2 separate regions of the Ovis aries genome follow, and region 2 is linked to region 1. Evidence: chromatin contacts called from public Hi-C data. All regions are on one chromosome and are shown on one strand. Each heading gives the region's core, a stretch centred on a gene start, on an enhancer-like site or on the middle of the called end of the contact. The rest is flanking DNA. Distances are from core to core; before and after follow the strand shown.

Evidence for each region. A called contact is a pair of places that touch in the nucleus more often than the background predicts.
Region 2: a contact with region 1 is called in a Hi-C map of liver, with 2.6 times the contacts expected there. The contact joins the enhancer-like site here to the promoter of USP14 in region 1. A contact is called at or near these places in 3 of 16 Hi-C or Micro-C datasets (hypothalamus, liver and skin fibroblasts).

What each region holds. Positions count from the first base shown.
Region 1 is chr23:35,589,409-35,593,533 of ARS-UI_Ramb_v3.0, reverse strand. USP14 (ubiquitin specific peptidase 14) reads right to left here and starts at 2,621. Exons shown (of 16, transcript XM_027961079.3): 1 at 2,397-2,621. The coding sequence starts at 2,412. LOC132658500 (a long non-coding RNA gene) reads left to right here and starts at 1,619. Exons shown (of 2, transcript XR_009598215.1): 1 at 1,619-1,861.
Region 2 is chr23:35,627,685-35,632,354 of ARS-UI_Ramb_v3.0, reverse strand. THOC1 (THO complex subunit 1) reads left to right here. Exons shown (of 21, transcript XM_027961077.3): 18 at 1,475-1,558; 19 at 2,550-2,697; 20 at 3,398-3,473; 21 at 3,976-4,382. The coding sequence ends at 4,271. USP14 (ubiquitin specific peptidase 14) reads right to left here. Exons shown (of 16, transcript XM_027961079.3): 16 at 4,268-4,670. Among named protein-coding and RNA genes, the nearest start is that of THOC1, 34 kb to the left of the region's middle. Within about 2 kb of position 2,359, at least 1 of the 54 cell types and tissues checked has an H3K27ac peak or open chromatin away from gene starts, as enhancers often do. A contact at or near this core is called in liver, where this site is marked.

The DNA of each region.
Region 1 (4,125 bases), core at 1,372-3,871:
CTGATCAGAGAACTAAGACCTCTCATGCCATGCAGCACCATTAAAAAAAAAAAAAAAAGTGTGACCCTGACTCCAAATCCCAGTTCAATCAATGTTAGCATTCATTCAGTGATAAACCCAGGAGAATGCATTAGGGAGATTCTATGGACTTACAATTTAATTAAAGGAAAGACAGAAAAAGGTTAAAATAACCAACAATATAATATGAATATTACAAATGCCAGAGGAACACAAGGGAATGCTTCATGAGTAAGGAAGAACACCCTGGAGAAAGTGATACTACGAGTTACCACTATTGACTCTGAGTCTCAAAGAAGAAATTAGGTGTTAGCCTGAGAATAAGAATAAAAGCATTTCTGGAAAAGACACTCAAAAGCATAAGGCAGCATTGGTATCCTGAGAGACAAATAATTCCCAGAGTGAAGGGGAAGCAGCTGAAAGAGGAGAAACGGACCAAGGATCAAGTCAGGGACGACAACGTAAGTCATGTTAAAATGTACAGGCTTTATGTTGTACAAAACACGCAGCCCCTGAAAGGTTTATAAAAGCCACTTTGGTTTGAACGTTAGATCACTCCAGCAGTGGCAGAGAAAATATAGGTTTGAAGAGGAAACAACTACAATCACTGAGATAAGCCAGAAACAAAACAATAGCACATACAAAAGATGAGAGAGGACAAGATCAGAATAGTATGAGCAATAATGAAGATGAATACATCTGAAATTTATTTAACTATGTCATTGTGGACAAGTTAAACTTTTCGCTTACCCATAAAGGACAATTATACCAGTACCAAATGATTATATTGAAGATTAAAGCAATATGTATAAAAACCTGAGCTTTGCACAAACGTATTTACGGCACTTACCCTTCACCATATATGAGACAGGATTTTTTTTTTTTTTACTAAATCTTATGAATCAGTACTTACAATGATCTTTTTTTAAATATAGGGCTTTTCACAGAAACTGGAAATAAACAGATTCTCAATATGGAGATGTCAAAGGAAGAAACCTTAGAAATCTACTTCAGTTCCCTCATTTTGGAAATAAGAAAAAGATCTGATTAAATATTTCAAGATGTAACTCAATTTTTAAGCTAGGAAGTTTGGTGAGTACAGGCATTTTTCGAGGGGAACAAAGACAGGGATTGGTTTAATTGTGAACCTACCTGTGTGTTTAAGTATCAGCATACACTGATATTTACCCACCATTACTTAATGCCCATCAAATTTTTTATTGCATAAATAGAATATTTCAAGTACAGTTCTACTGTTAATTGTTAAGGCTTTCAGAAAGAGGTTGAACAATCATTAATAAAGCATTCAGGCACACAAGAGTTTTGAGGACATTACTCCGCTGTGGTTCCCCTTTTGCCTGGTAAAGCAATAAAGCTATGCTTTCCTACTTCATACTTCTCCCCCCAAAACAAAAAATCATTATTAAAGTATTTAATTCAAAAGCCTGGAATATCAAGAATCCACCTCGAGTTTTAAATATTATTCCTTTGTTTGATGTCAAAATGCTAAATGTTCACGAAAGGAATTAAGATAAGAGTGTCAATCATGACCAATGAATCACACACCCATAGCCAACTGGAACCACCACAGGTTTTAGGTGCCATTTTGAATCAAGACTGGGAGACAGCAAGGTCTATAAACTTCAGTAAAAACGTGATCCTGCCTCACACACTGGACTACCATCACGCCAAAGGGGGGGCAAAAAACTGTCAAACGCCAATCAAAATGAAATGATGCCCTGCCCGCGGATATTTGTATTCCTTCACCTCTCAAAAGCTAACACTGTGCTTCGGCCGTGGAAGCCCAAAACAATGTTTCATGAAACAAAAACGAAGCAAAAAGGTAAGTTCGCCATTTGCCTCGGGATAAAACTGAAATCGATGCAAAAGGGGCGGTGGCCGCAAAAAGTAAGCCGAGGGAAATCGCAAGAACGTCGGAAGCTAACCTCCCATCCCCGGCCCCTCCATCACTCCCTGGCCCAGGTTTCCCTTCCTGGCCGCCTCCCTCCCGCGGCTACCACTCGAGAAGCCTGGAAAATGCCACCGCACCTCCAGCCTGGTCCACCCTCACTCCACCCCGCACGCGAGGACAGCGACACAAACTATTCTGCAGAGTCACCACTCGGAGGGGGCCGACGCGAGCTGCTTCCCCACCTCGCCCCCCGCGCCCACCCCACCCACCCGGCGGCGCCGGGGGCCCCGGGCTCGCCTCGCGCCGCAAGGCCCGGAACTCGCGAGGCGAGAGGAAAGGGCACGGGGTCCCTCGGCGCCGCGGTCGTCCCACCCAGTGCTCGGCCGGGAGTCCGCCCCGCAGGCCGGGCCTACCCAGCGGCCTAGCTCCGGGCGGGACTGCGGGCGCGCGGCGAGGAGGGGCTCACCGGAGTAGAGCGGCATGGCGGGGCGCGGGAAGGCCGGGCCTAGCGAGGACGGCAAAGGGAAGGGGGCGCGAAGGAGGTGCGGTGGCGGCCGAGGCGGAGGCGCGGCGGTGGCGGTGGTTGCGGCAGACACGGTGCGACAAGAAACTCATTCAAACCGGCCCCTGGCGATGACGCAGCAGCACGCCGCCCTCCTGCCGAGCCACCGGGCGATTGCGGGGAGGAAGCGAGGCGGGGCCTGCGGGTGGAGAGATCAGAGCGGCCAGGGCGGCGGGAGAGGGGGCGCGCGCGGCTGCTGCGCCGCACAGGTGCGCGCCTGCGCACTGCGCCCCGCCTGCGCCCACCGGCTCGGGCTCCGCCCCGCCCCGCCGGGCCGCAGAGGGAGCCGGGGGGGACTTGGTGTCCCTGCGGCAGCCTCTCTAAAGAGTCTTCCACCCCTGTTTCCAAATGGCGGGGCGATCCAAGCTGCGGCTTTATTCTTTCTACTAAAGGAGCTGGGTGAAAACCCTTGCCCAGCTCCTCAACTTGGTCTCCTTATTAGTGAAAATGTCTAGCCCTCCCTTTCAGGATTTTGCACAAAAATTAACATCAAGGTACTTGGAGGGTATTTCATATAGGCTTGTCTTGGTGTTAACGTGTTACTGTTGTTTCTAACACCTGTTGGGACTCTAGGTTGGATCTAGTAAAGGAACAGACACAGCGCCCCTGACTGCCCCGCAGAAGACTTACTCGCAGCCTCCACTTAATTGTCCTCAACCTCTTTCCCCAGCCTGGAAAAGGAGGAAATGAGACTGGAAGGTTCCTGTTGTTATTTGGTTGCTCAGTCCCCTCTGACCCTTTTGCGACCCCACCTAGAATGTAGCCCGCCAGATTCCTTTGTCCGTGAAATCCCACGCAAGGATACTGGAATGGGTTGCTGTTTCCTTCTCCAGGACGGTTTCTGAGGCCTCTTCAAACTCAAGTTGTCATGGCTGAAATCAGTTTCATTCTAGATGAGCTATAGAGGAAATAGAACCTATAAATGAACGAAGGAATTTCGAAGAGGTCCAAATTAAATGTGTTTCCTGTAGAGGTTTTATAATGATCCTTTATACTGCAAAAGAGGAGCTGGGATTGTGGCAGTCTCAAAACTAAAATGGGCCATATTTCAACCCAGTTGGAGAGTGATTTCATCAGTCTACATCAGGAGTCTTATTCACCCTTCACTATTTCACTATTTAAGACCCAAAATGTGACCAAAAGGACACGAAGATGCTGTAGAACATTATTTAAAGTAACGTGTAATATTAAGTCATCATAGGTTCAGATTTTTTTTTAATTGGAGTATAGTTGAGTTACAATGTTGCATTCCTTTCAGATGTACAACAAACATATATATATATATACAAAAAATTCTATGTAGTATATATAGATTCTTTTTCAGAATCAGTTCAGTTCAGTCACTCAGTCGTGTCCCACTCTACGACCCCATGAACCCGCAGCACGCCAGGCCTCCCTGTCCATCACCAGCTCCCGGAGTCCACCCAAACCCATGTCCATCGAGTCGGTGATGCCATCCAACCATCTCATCCTCTGTCGTCCCCTTCTCTTCCTGCGCTCAATCTTTCCCAGAATCGGTCTTTTTCGGTATAGGTTATTACAATATTCTTAATATACTTTCCTATTCTATACAGTTGGTCCTTGTTTATCTATTTTATATATAGTCAGTTCAGTCGCTCAGTCGTGTCCGACT
Region 2 (4,670 bases), core at 1,110-3,609, 39 kb before region 1:
AGTGTTGCTTTTCTCAAATGTTAACTAGCATAGAACTTTTTGTCAGCTATAAGCAGAGCTCAAAAGAAATTTTAAAATTTATTGTGGTTGACTTCTGCTCAGCATAATATAGCTTTCCGTAGAACACCTAGAGGTGCTGATAAAATAATTGTAGAAATCACAAGAAAGAAGAATTCACAAAAGGGAGAATGAAAAATCGGAGTAAGAACTACAGGTTGGTTACTTGTAGCTGGGGAGCAGTGCAGGTTGAGTCCCACTTTGGGAACCAAAGAACGTGGGTTTTATAGCAACAGAGCACAGAAAGTATGGCTTCAAGCCTGTAGACTGGTCACTGAGTGCCCCTGGGTAAAGCTGAGGCCCTCAACACACTCTGTTAAAAAAAGGGCCATGCGGAAGGAAGAGGGACTTGCTCACTGGCACAGGAAGCAAGGAGCTTATCCACTCCCACCTGAGATGTGGGCAAAAAGAAAAAGGTATTCCCTGAGGAATTATAACCATATCTGCTGTTATGTGGCCTCTAAGAGTTTAAACTTATACTGCCCGCAGCAGTGTGAAAGAACAACCTAAGCTAAGAGGGTGAACTAAAAACTCCCAGGCGGCTGGCAGAAAGCTTTTTCTAGCGAGAGGGGGAGATCACATCTTCTACCTAATTCACTCAGGGATTCTACAGATAAGTCTAAAGATAAGCGCACCATCCAAACCTAAAACCATGACTAAGAATCAACAGGTAGAATAAGCAACTAAAAGGAACATGACAGTCTCAAAAAGGACCAGGCAATTTGAAAAAAACAAGTAACTCTTCTAGCAACAAGAAATTATAGCCATTTTGTACAACACAGAGAATATAGCTAATGTTTTGTAATAACTGTAGATGGAAAATAACCTTTAAAAATTGGATAAAGATTTGATGTCTTTTTTAAAAAAGAAAACACAGCCAGTTGTCATTTCAGTATGACAAAATTTAAGTCTCTTTGGAGAGACCTTTTAGCCTGCTTGCGTGTATCAAATTTTACTTCTAAAGACAAATTGAAGAAAGATGCAGTTAAAAATCAATCATGCCACCACGGTAACAATCTAAACTAAACTCAGTGTGAAACCATATTGTCTGGGTCTCATTTCAGTTTGGTTCTGGTTTTTAAAAAAATTACCCATGGATGTGAAAACCTCCTGCTTGCTGGTCAAATTTAACTGCTCTCAAGCCCCGGGCCGCCCTCTGCGGCAGCGCTGCTGTACATGGCAGCACACAGCGCTGTGTGTTCCCCTCCAGGCTAGACTGTATATAACCGGGGCCAGGGGCACTACACTGCCCTCCACTGTCCCCTTGAGAAGTTCAGTTTTGCATCACCTCCTTAAAAATCTGAGTTCCTAAGTAATCCAGTTGTAAATCAGTGTGGTTAATACTAGAATCTTTATTGCCTCCATTTTATGAGTATTAAGCACATACATGATCTTCACTGGTTATTTTAACACCCAGGGAATACATGCCAACTTTGGAGGAATTCTTCGAAGAAGCCATTGAACAGGCAGACCCTGAAAACATGGTCGAAAGTGAATACAAGTAAGTAATGTTTCTCATGAGCTGATTTCCTCTATCTTAAGCACCGCATATATACCAGAACACTAAGGAAGACCACTGATACAAGTAGTACTTTTCGCTTAGATGAGGTTATCTTCCAGCTTCACGTTACTCCATGTCCTGATTTCAACGACCATTCCCATTTTGACAAACAAGCAACTTAGAATGCTTTCTGTCAGAAGTGGAAAGATCCCCTTAGAACCTGTCTGTCACCTCCTTTCCCTGTTCCCCTTCAGTTCACGGTATGTCCAACAGCCACTGACCTCGTGGGGGCATCCAGATCACTTGCAGAAACTTTTAAATGGAACAGATCTGTGCTCTGGATTCTCTGTGGCTCACCGATTTCTGGAACAGGATCTCTAGTCTTTCTTGCCATACTGTGTACCACCTGTTACTGCCACAGTGGAGCATCTGGCAGATTCTGTTCTTGGTGTCGGTGTTTACGGTCTAGACTACTGGCTGTGTCCTATCCACCAAGGTTGATACTGAGCAAATGAAAGTTTGAACGTTATATAAATTTCTTTAAAAAGCAGATAGTACATTACAGGGTGAAATCTGTTGGGTTTATAAAACATTCTGAAGCTCACAGCTGCAGGCAGCACTGCCAGTGAGGATAGAAACTCAGTGAGCCTCTGACTGTCTTTGTAAGTGGTGAGGCAGATGGCATCTGTCCTGCACACACAGCATCTGGCCAGTCCTGGACGCCTACTAATTGACCTTTAAATGTCTGTAAACTTTTAAAATGCATTTGCTGCCTATGAACCTGCCCCTTTGGACTCTGCTGGTTTCTATTTGTAAGTGAACTGCATGCTGAAAGGTTCTTTAGGGCTACGGTCAGTGTGAGAAGAATGGTGCCTTCAGCTACTGATCTGAGTGTAGAGTTTCTTCTGGTGAACTAAGTACATTAACTAGAAGAGAATATAAAAATTATAAATAACTATATAAATCACAAGATTGATGTCTCTTTTTACAGGGCTGTGAACAACTCAAATTATGGTTGGAGAGCCCTAAGACTGTTAGCACGGAGAAGCCCTCACTTCTTCCAGCCAACCAACCAGCAGTTTAAAAGTTTGCCAGAATATCTCGAAAACATGGTAATAAAGCTAGCCAAGGAATTACCAGTAAGTAGGAGTGATGAGTGTTTTATCCTTCAGTTGGTGTTCTCTTCTTTTGTAAAACTACTGTTGCTGTTTGAGCTAAGAGCTGAATTTCACTTTGATCATGTGGAAAAAATATGATCCACAAACCCCGTTGTTTCAGAATGAGGAAATGCCTTTGAGTATTCATTTATAGGAAGTATCAATACATAAACTGGTGAAGTAACTTCACGTGCTGTATTAAGTTGTTATACTTTGGTTACTCTTCCTGTTGGTCAATGCATCCTACTTTATCACAGGCAGGGCCCATGGGGTGGGGGTAGGCAACTTGGTCTATCTTCCTACTCTGTTCTCTTTTCTAATACAATATGGCAATAACTATACTGTATGCAAGCAACCAACAGTTACTCAGAGCATGTTGTCAAGCACATGGTTGGTCCCCGGTCTGCCCTAGATTGTTGTTACCACGTATGTGCTGGGCACGTGCAAGTCATCGCACCAGGCTTCCTACTGGCTCCCTTCTTCCCAGGCTGGGGTGAAGGGGGTCCTTCCAACCTCTGGTTGTCCCCGTCCTTCCTTCTCCAGGTTAACACTGTCCCACTGTGATCCTTACCTGATGTTCATGTTTAACATTTAACTGCAATCTCTTATCTAAGATCAAACTACCCGCACTTCTCTGATTTTAGAAGTTGGTACTCTAAGACATTCCTTTTACTCATTGTAGCCTCCTTCTGAAGAAATAAAAACAGGTGAGGATGAAGATGAGGAAGATAATGATGCTTTACTGAAGGAAAATGAAAGTAAGAATTGAATTTTCTTGGCTATTTTACAAAATTGGAAAAGATTGGGGTTCTTTGTTGAGAGGTACGTTATTTGATCTACTTCTCAACTTCTGTTTATCTCAGCTCTGTTTCTTATAGTGAGGAATCTAAAGCATTGCTTGATAACAACTTTTCCAATAGTGCATTTTATACAATAATATTAAGTGTTGGGAAGGAGAGCACTTACATTTGAATGCACCTCATACTTCTTAATTCTCGGGGTTCAGATTGGGGGCTGCTGGTTTCAGGGGAAACCTTCATGATTATAACACAGGCACCTTCATGATTATAACACAGGCAACAGCTTTAGTTTTACATCCCTAATGATCATAAGAATTCAACCAGGGGAAATATAAAAAGGAACTGTTCTACTTTTAAAATCAAGCTTACTGAAGTCTGAGTGGCCCCGTGTCCCATTATGGGCTTTGACTCATACACATCCTCGCATTTTGTTCGTAATTACTTCCCCTGTGTTTTCTAGGTCCTGATGTTCGTCGAGACAAACCTGTAACAGGGGACCAAATAGAGGTATTTGCCAACAAACTGGGTGAACAGTGGAAGGTCCTGGCTCCTTACTTGGAAATGAAAGACTCAGAAATTAGACAGATCGAGTGCGACAGCGAAGACATGAAGATGAGAGCCAAACAGCTGCTCGTGGCCTGGCAGGACCAAGAGGGAGTGCACGCAACGCCCGAGAACCTGATCAACGCGCTCAACAAGTCTGGGCTAAGTGACCTTGCAGAAAGTCTAACTAATGACAATGAGACAAACAGTTAGCTTCGTCCTTTTATTATTATTATTAAAACTGTGATAAGGTTTTGTTACCAAGCAGCATTTGATAAGAGGTCCACTGGTTTTGGTAAACAATAAACATTTTTATAACAGTTGTACAGTTGGCTGGTGCTCCACGAACAACAGAATGTTTGTTGGCTCTTGATGACTGACCTCAGGGTTTAGGGGGAGAAGTTGGGGAAATGGCCAGAATATTTTTGTTAATTATATATGTGTAAGTCAGTTAGCAATGTTCAGGGGCATGGTGTTCCCTGAATGCCATGAAGTTACAGAATTTAACTTGCTGAGAATCCCGCAATACTACTTTCTGAATCTGCATGACTGCTCTAGTCTCATATATGCTTTAAAGCAGAGGATCAGCAAACAGTGGTCCATTTGCCACCT